Regions from separate parts of the Muntiacus reevesi genome. Here region 1 is linked to region 2. The links are chromatin contacts, called in public Hi-C maps. All regions are on one chromosome and are shown on one strand. The core of a region is the stretch at or near the end of the contact, and the rest is flanking DNA. Distances in the headings are between cores, read along the strand shown. Region 1 holds the start of DESI2 (desumoylating isopeptidase 2). Region 2 holds the start of EFCAB2 (EF-hand calcium binding domain 2).

Evidence for each region. Hi-C and Micro-C count contacts between places; a contact is called where the count stands out from the background.
Region 1: a contact with region 2 is called in a Hi-C map of muscle, with 4 times the contacts expected there. The contact joins the promoter of DESI2 here to the promoter of EFCAB2 in region 2. A contact is called at or near these places in 2 of 3 Hi-C or Micro-C datasets (blood and muscle).

What each region holds. Positions count from the first base shown.
Region 1 is chr5:79,199,239-79,202,892 of mMunRee1.1, reverse strand. DESI2 (desumoylating isopeptidase 2) reads left to right here and starts at 1,783. Exons shown (of 5, transcript XM_065935602.1): 1 at 1,783-2,055. The coding sequence starts at 2,014.
Region 2 is chr5:78,952,712-78,956,375 of mMunRee1.1, reverse strand. It overlaps EFCAB2 (EF-hand calcium binding domain 2), which reads left to right and starts at 1,618. Exons shown (of 7, transcript XM_065935587.1): 1 at 1,618-1,859. The coding sequence starts at 1,761.

The sequences.
Region 1 (3,654 bases), core at 534-3,033, 250 kb before region 2:
TTATCACCCTGTTTATTTAACTTATATGCAGAGTACATCATGAGAAACACTGGGCTGGATGAAGCACAAGCTGGAATCAAGATTGCCAGGAGAAATATAAATAAGCTCAGATATGCATATGATACCACCCTTATGGCAGAAAGCAAAGAGTAACTAAAGAACCTCTTGATGAAAGAGGAGAGTGAAAAAGTTGGCTTAAAACTCAACATTCAGAAAACAAAGATGATGGCATCCGGTCCCATCACTTCATGGCAAATAGATGGGGAAATAATGGAAACAGTGAGAGACTTTATTCTCTTGGGCTCCAAAATCACTGCAGGTGGTGACTGCAGCCATGAAATTAAAAGATGCTTACTCCTTGGAAGAAAAACTATGACCAACCTAGATAGCATATTGAAAAGCAGAGACATACTTTGCCAATAAAGGTCAGTCTAGTCAAAGTTATGGTTTTTCCAATGGTCATGTATGGATGTGAGAGTTGAACTATAAAGAAAGCTGAGCACCAAAGAATTGATGCTTTTGAACTGTGGTGTTGGAGAAGACTCTTGAGAGTCCCTTGGACTGCAAGTAGATCCAGTCAATCCTAAAGGAAATCAGTCCTGAATATTCACTGGAAGCACTGATCCTGAAGCTGAAGCTCCAATACTTTGGCCACCTGATGTGAAGAACCGACTCATTGGAAAAGACCTAATGCTGGGAACAGTTGAAGGCAGGAGGAGAAGGGGACGACAGAGGAGGAAATGGTTGGATGGCACCACCGATTGGATGGACATGAGTTGAGTAAGCTCTAGGAGCTGGTGATGGATAGGGAGGGAAGCCTGGTATGCTGCAGTCCATAGGGTCCCAAAGAGTTGGACAGGACTGAGCAACTGAACTGAACTCTGAGCTTAAACCTCAGCAGCTTACGGAGACCTTCCCACTGCAGCCAATTTAAGATTACTGTCAATCACTTCATCCTATTTTAACTCTCTATAAAGCATATTTTGCTCCTCCTCCCTATCGTTTACTCCATACTCCCCAGTGCCTACATCACTGCCTGGCAAAGGGCCGTCACACAACAAATAATTTTTGAATGAATGCAAAAGCACACACTCTGTCCCAGGGTTGTGCTAATCTATGAGCTATCTTCCCATTTCAGCAGGATAGTTTCATAAAATGTAAAATTCCACATTGAGAATTAACTGGATGCATGTTATACCCCTTCTCCTGCCAGTAACCCACCTTCCTCTATTTTTCTCCCCTTGCAAAATAAAAAATAATAGTGAGATGGAACTTGGAAAACAGGGTCATCAATGTGGGCTTTTGCCACATTCGTGAGGCTTCATCGAGCTCAACGCGACAGAAACCAATCACAGCAGTAACGGATAAAAGAAGCAGATGGACAACCTCACGGCCCACAAGGACGAACAGCAAGGCTAGGGCGCACACCACAAGCACTGCATGCTGGGAGCTGTAGTCTCCGGGCTAGGCCTGGCCAGCAGGACCCTGCCCCCGCAGCATGCTGGGAACTGTAGTCGACAGCTGGAAATGCACCGCAAGGAAGGACCGCAGTTAGGACTCCGCCTCTGCGCTTCCTCATTGCATGCTGGGAATTGTAGTCTTTCTCGGAACGCGCTCCCCCCCCTGGCGGAAAAGCACCAAGGCTGCGCCATCTTAGGTGCGAGTGCGGCAGTGGAGGCTAGAGCGCAGGCGGGCCCAGCCCCGGCCGGCCCCGCCCCCGGGAGCCCGGCGCCCGCCCCTTGTTCGGGCCCCGCCTTCCCCCACGTGTCTGCCGCGGGGGGAGGCGCCTGAGCCGGAGCGGCCGCCTGCGGTCCGGCCCCGTAGGCGCAGAGGGTCCTGTCGGCGGCGCCCGGGAGCGACCAGCTTCCCGATGCTTCCGCCCTGGCTCCCGCCGGCCGGGCTGTGCGGTTAGGGCCCGGCTCCGGCCCCCTGAGGTGTCCGCGTGGGTGAGAACGGTTTCGGCCCCGCGGAACGGAGCGGCTGGAGCGCGAGGCGGCGGCCCCCGGGAGGAGGATGGGGGCTAACCAGTTAGTGGTGCTCAACGTGTACGACATGGTGAGTACGGCGCCGGCGCCCGAGCCCGGCCCCGGCCGGCATTCTCTCGCCGATGGGTTCGGACCCGGCCCCTCGCGTTTCCAGCCTGGCGTCGCCGCCTCCCACTTGATTCACCGGGGTTGGGGGAGGGGAGTATTATTTTTTTAATCCCTGCAAACGTCTCCGCGCTTCTTAGCTTTCCCCGGTCTGCCCCGGGGCTTTGACCAAGACTCGGTTCGCCTCGAACCTCCCTCGTGCCCCGACTTGGCTCGGACCCTGGGCTGGGCCCGACCTTTTGGCCAACGAGCAGTGTCCTTTCCGCGAAGCTTGGGTCGCGGGACGGACTTCCCGCTCCATCACCGGAACCCCGGGGCAGCCCCGCTTCTCCCACCCCAATTGCCCACTCTGCCAAAGCAGCCCGTCTTCAAAAACTCCCAAGCCCCTCCAAGTCCAGAAAGTCACCGCTTGTCGATGCCAGTGCTAGAGTCTCTTTAAAGGTGAACAGGAGCCAACACACCCTAGCCTCCAAGGCAACCTCATTAAAATGAATGAGGCTAAATTAAAATTTATCCAGAAAATAGCCCATCTGAATTATTTAGGGGTTCGTGGTGGTACTCCTTTCCTAGATTCTGGAGACCTCTTTCCAGGTGATGCAACAGGTATCTGACGTGGCCGCAGGAGAGGGACGAGAAGGACGAGTTTGTTGTGTCATCGAACTTTTGGGGTACTGCGAGCATACAGAAATGAGTCCAAACGTTGGTTTGCGTTATAATCGCCATTGAAATAACCGGTACGCAGTTACTGTTGCAGTTAGATGTATGCTTGGGTTTGTTTGCTTTTGGTCGATTAGTTTTTGTTTTATGAGAGGTCACCACCACTTGGGATGGTTAAAATTTCGTAAGTGGATTGACAAGTGAAAAAGTCCCCAGCATTGTTTTTGTTGGCTTAAAGGTGAAGAGCCAAAATACGGGAGGTCGGGAGTCGTGGTTCTCACTCATAGATCTAAACTTTGTGTTCCCGTGTATTGTTTTTTAAGTTTTTAAATTTACACTGTAACCTCTTGGGTAGGAAGGAATTCCTATGCCTCAGTCTGGGAATTATGTGCGAAGGCCATAGAGACTGCTTGGGATCTGAGGGGAGTACTCCATTGAGTTTGCACCTAAACTTGGAGCTGAAAGGAGATAGGTTAGCATTCTGAGAAAAATGGGGTATGATAGGGAAAAGTTCCAGAGAGGAATAATCAGAACCAGAGATTTTAAAAGAGCTTGGTACTTTGTAAAGTCTTTGGCCTGTGTCACTGGTTAAGAAATTATTCCCTAGATTTAAACTTGGTGTGGATAGCTGCGGAAGCCTTTGTTTTTCAAGAATTTTATTGCCCTTTTACTGTTTCTGCCTGGTTTCCCCGTCAGTGATCTGAATTTGGTTTGGTTTCTTATTTATTCATGCAGATTGTTGCACACCATCCCTCAGGATATATTCTGTTCTTGAGAGCACAGTATACTTTTTCTTCTAGATTGTTAAACCCCTTTATAAATTAGGATTATGCAGTGGCCAGAGGGCCAGTTTCATTGCCTAAAAGAAATCTGTGAAAGTAGAGGAAGAGAGCATTTTGCTTTTTAA
Region 2 (3,664 bases), core at 369-2,868:
AAGCTCTAGGAAGGAAAATTAACTACAGTAGTGACAGTAAGGGAATGGTATAGTGAAGGAAGAGCCCCGTGTGCCAGTCACACGCTCTAATAATTTCAGAGAGCATCAAGAGCTTTATGAATCAGGAACCAGGTCTGCAAAATTTTTCTAAGTTTCCAGGACATTGATAACATCCCCATTTGCCAACTTTATTATCCTATCTCTTTCTCCATATGTCAGTAGTGAAACTCTTAGCCTGCATGTTCGTATCCAGGGTGGCAGGGAAGGTGGAGATCGGGATGCGCCAGCCCCCTTCTCAGTGTCTATTCACTGCATTGGCTGGACAGGAGAGCAGTCAAGTCCCAGGGGACTGATACAGGTAGGAAATAGAAAATTCAGAATAAGATTCTGAGGGAGCATCTCAGGAAAGGCTTTGGGGCTCAGCAGCAGAAAAGCCACTCTTTTCCTCTCAGAGAAGCAATTTTGGGATCCTAACTCTGGTTTTTGTTTTTTTTCCCCATCTTTAAAAGGGAACTATATCAGTATCCTTCTTATAGGGTTACTGTGATAGTGTAAAATATTGGGCATAGTTCCTAAAACATAGGAAGTGCTCCAACTACTATCACTATTGGCCCGAGTTTCAGAAGAGAGACGCATGGCCATAGTCTAAAGAAATTAAATCAGGCCAGAAGTCAAGGGAGAAGCAGAGGTGGCCTCCATGTCCCAATTGGTCAATCATCTCCTTAGCTCCATGAATTGTGGTGTTGAAGAAGACTCTTGAGATTTCCTTGGACAGCAAGGAGATCAAACCAGTTAATCCTAAAGGAAATCAACTCTGAATGAATATTCATTGGAAGGACTGATGCTGAAGTTGAAGCTCCAATATTTAGGCCATCTGATGCGAAGAGTTGACTCATTGGAAAAAGACCCTAATACTGGGAAAGATTGAAGGCAGGAGGAGAAGGGGATGACAGAGGATGAGATGGTTGGAAGGCATCATCAACTCAATGAACATGAGTTTGAGCAAACTCTGGGAGATGGTGAAAGACAGGGAAGCCTGGCGTGCTGCAGTCTGTGGGGTCGAAAAGAACTGGACACAACTTAGCGACTGAACAACAACAAAGACCTGAGATGTGGAAACCAAGGTTACAGAGGAGAAATAATTTCTAAACTCATATAGCTAATGAGCAGTGGACTGAGGTTCAATCCTGGGTCCATTTACCTCCTAAGGCTTAACTCTTCCATACAGTTCTGTCTCCTAAACTAAATACGATAAAAAATGAAAGTTAAGTTCAAAGATCTACTTTTGAAGCTGGAACTAAAAACCATTATTCCAAAGTTAATCACCTATATAATTCTACACTTTCCCTCTATTTTCACAGTTAAGAGGAAAGAGGTTATATCAAAGATCATGAACATTTTTTGAGTCTCTGGGTCAGTTACCACCGGGCCCCTTTCAGGTCTGATTTTCAATGAATAAAGAACCAGAGACTCATCAAAAGTTGCTTAGCAATGAGTGTCCCTGAAAAGTGCTGCTTAGAACAGGAAATGCTTAAGCAATGAATTAAACAGTAACTTGTTGTGTCAATGTGCGTTCTTAAGGAAAACAGAAAGAAACATGCACTTTTGAGAGAAGCAACGCCAGGAACCGTTATTTTTCCAAACGCTTTAAGAGTTGTGGTTTCATGTAAGATTTACTTTCAAGTTGCCCACAAGTCCTGCAGTTCCAGCTTCCTGCCCTGGGTCTCCTTGAAAAGCCTGAAGGAACTCTGGCACTGAAAATGCTCTTGTCCAGAGCCAAGGATTTAACACAATTCTCCCTCATTACCAAGAGGCCTGAAACCTCAATCTGCTGGAAGATGGGAAGGAAAGAAAAGAAGGTGAGCAGACCACTGAGGCGTGGTAGAACAGTGGGTTTCACCTCCTCTCCTGCCACCCAAAAGCTAGGCCTTAACTTTAATTTTTTGTCCAGACAAGGACACCATGCATGCCATTATCTGGTTCCTTTCAAGTCCCTAAGGGTCTCTGCCAGTTGCTTTGGTTGATGTTTTGAAGCAGTTTAAAAAAAAAAAAAGGGTGAGGAAGGTGACTAATTCTGTCCAGGATTTTTGCCCTTAACATTCTTCTCTAAATATTCAGGTTACTAAATAGAATATAACAATGGTATCTTACATTTATAGAGAAGCACAGTGGCTCTGAAATCAGAACTAGACTCCTTGCCAGCTCTCTTACCAACCAGCTGCGAGACCTTTAACAGGCCATTAACATGAACATGTACTTCTTTTATCTGTGAAACAGAGATACTATCAGCCTCAGAAGGATTAAAAGAGATAATATGTACAAAGTATTTAGAGTTGTTTTTATTATTTTAACTGTAAGAAAACTGTACCCTTATTCTATCGTATTGTGATGTTTCCTTTTGAGATCACAGAGTAAGGCTACTCCCCTTACGGGTTGGGGTAGGTTAGGAGCAGTGTCTTTCTCGAAGGGCTGGACATTCTTGATATTAATCATCCAGAGAAGGATGAAAGATATATCTTCCATTAGAAAACTGGAATTAGATCTGAGAAGTAACAACCTCCCTCTCATTTTCCTGGGTCTAGAGCCCAAAGAATCTAGATATCCTTAAAGCCACTCATGCTTGATAAGAATTAAAAATCCAAGGTGGAAATCAGGAAGGGGCCACAAACTTAACATGAAATTCTGTCATCTGTGTAAGACGTGGAGTCAACCTCCTGTTGAAGACCTGGAAAAGCAAACTCTCCAAGTGGAAGCTGAATCTTGAGAGAGAAGTTGGGGTTTGACCCCCTAAGTACTTCTTCCTATATGAAAGTGGGGATTCTTTACACGTTCGCTAAAATATTCAAAGCTTTCAGTTACATCTATTTGAGTCTTATGAAAACTCTAAGATGAGGAGCTTGGATGTTGCTATCTCCATTTTCCTAAGTTAACTAGGTTTTAAAGAGATTACATGCCTTGCCTAGAATCATTTCAGTACAGGGCAAGGGCTAAGGAAAATTTGGTTTAAAAAAAAATTATTCCTAGTCCAAGGGGATGTCAATGATCCCCATCCTAGGAGAGTAACAGTGCTGCAAAGATTTTTTTACTATCATTTTGCATTATTCATACCACTAACCTTTCACTTTAACCACATCTTAGGTAACTGAATCAATTGTATTCGGAAGAAACATTTTCCGAGTCCCTCATGGGCACAGAACTCATGCCTGTGTGAACAAATTTGTCACACTATAAATTCAATAATGCAAAAAGACATAATCTATACATATCCCTCTGGCCCCACTCATTGGCATAGTGGACTTTTGTCACTTGGATAACCTTTTTTTTTTTTCATTTTGTGGAAAGTTTTTCAGAATAATAACAGACTTTTATGTCTAACTAGTCAACTGAAAAGTACACATTAAGCTCCTAGTATGTGTTCCAAATTGGGATAAGTACTGTGGGGATACAAAAGGTGTATGTATTAGGATCCATCTTCAAATCTAATTGGGTAGAGGGGTTAACTAACATAAATATTTTTTACTCATCCAAATTTAGAGTGTTATCTTAAGTATGCTGTAGGAGTTGAGAATTAGAGGTTAATGTGACTTGAAATAATCTAAAAAATAAAAAGCTTTTCCTATCAATGTCATTGAGAAGACTAAATTCTGTCCTAATTTTTGCACAT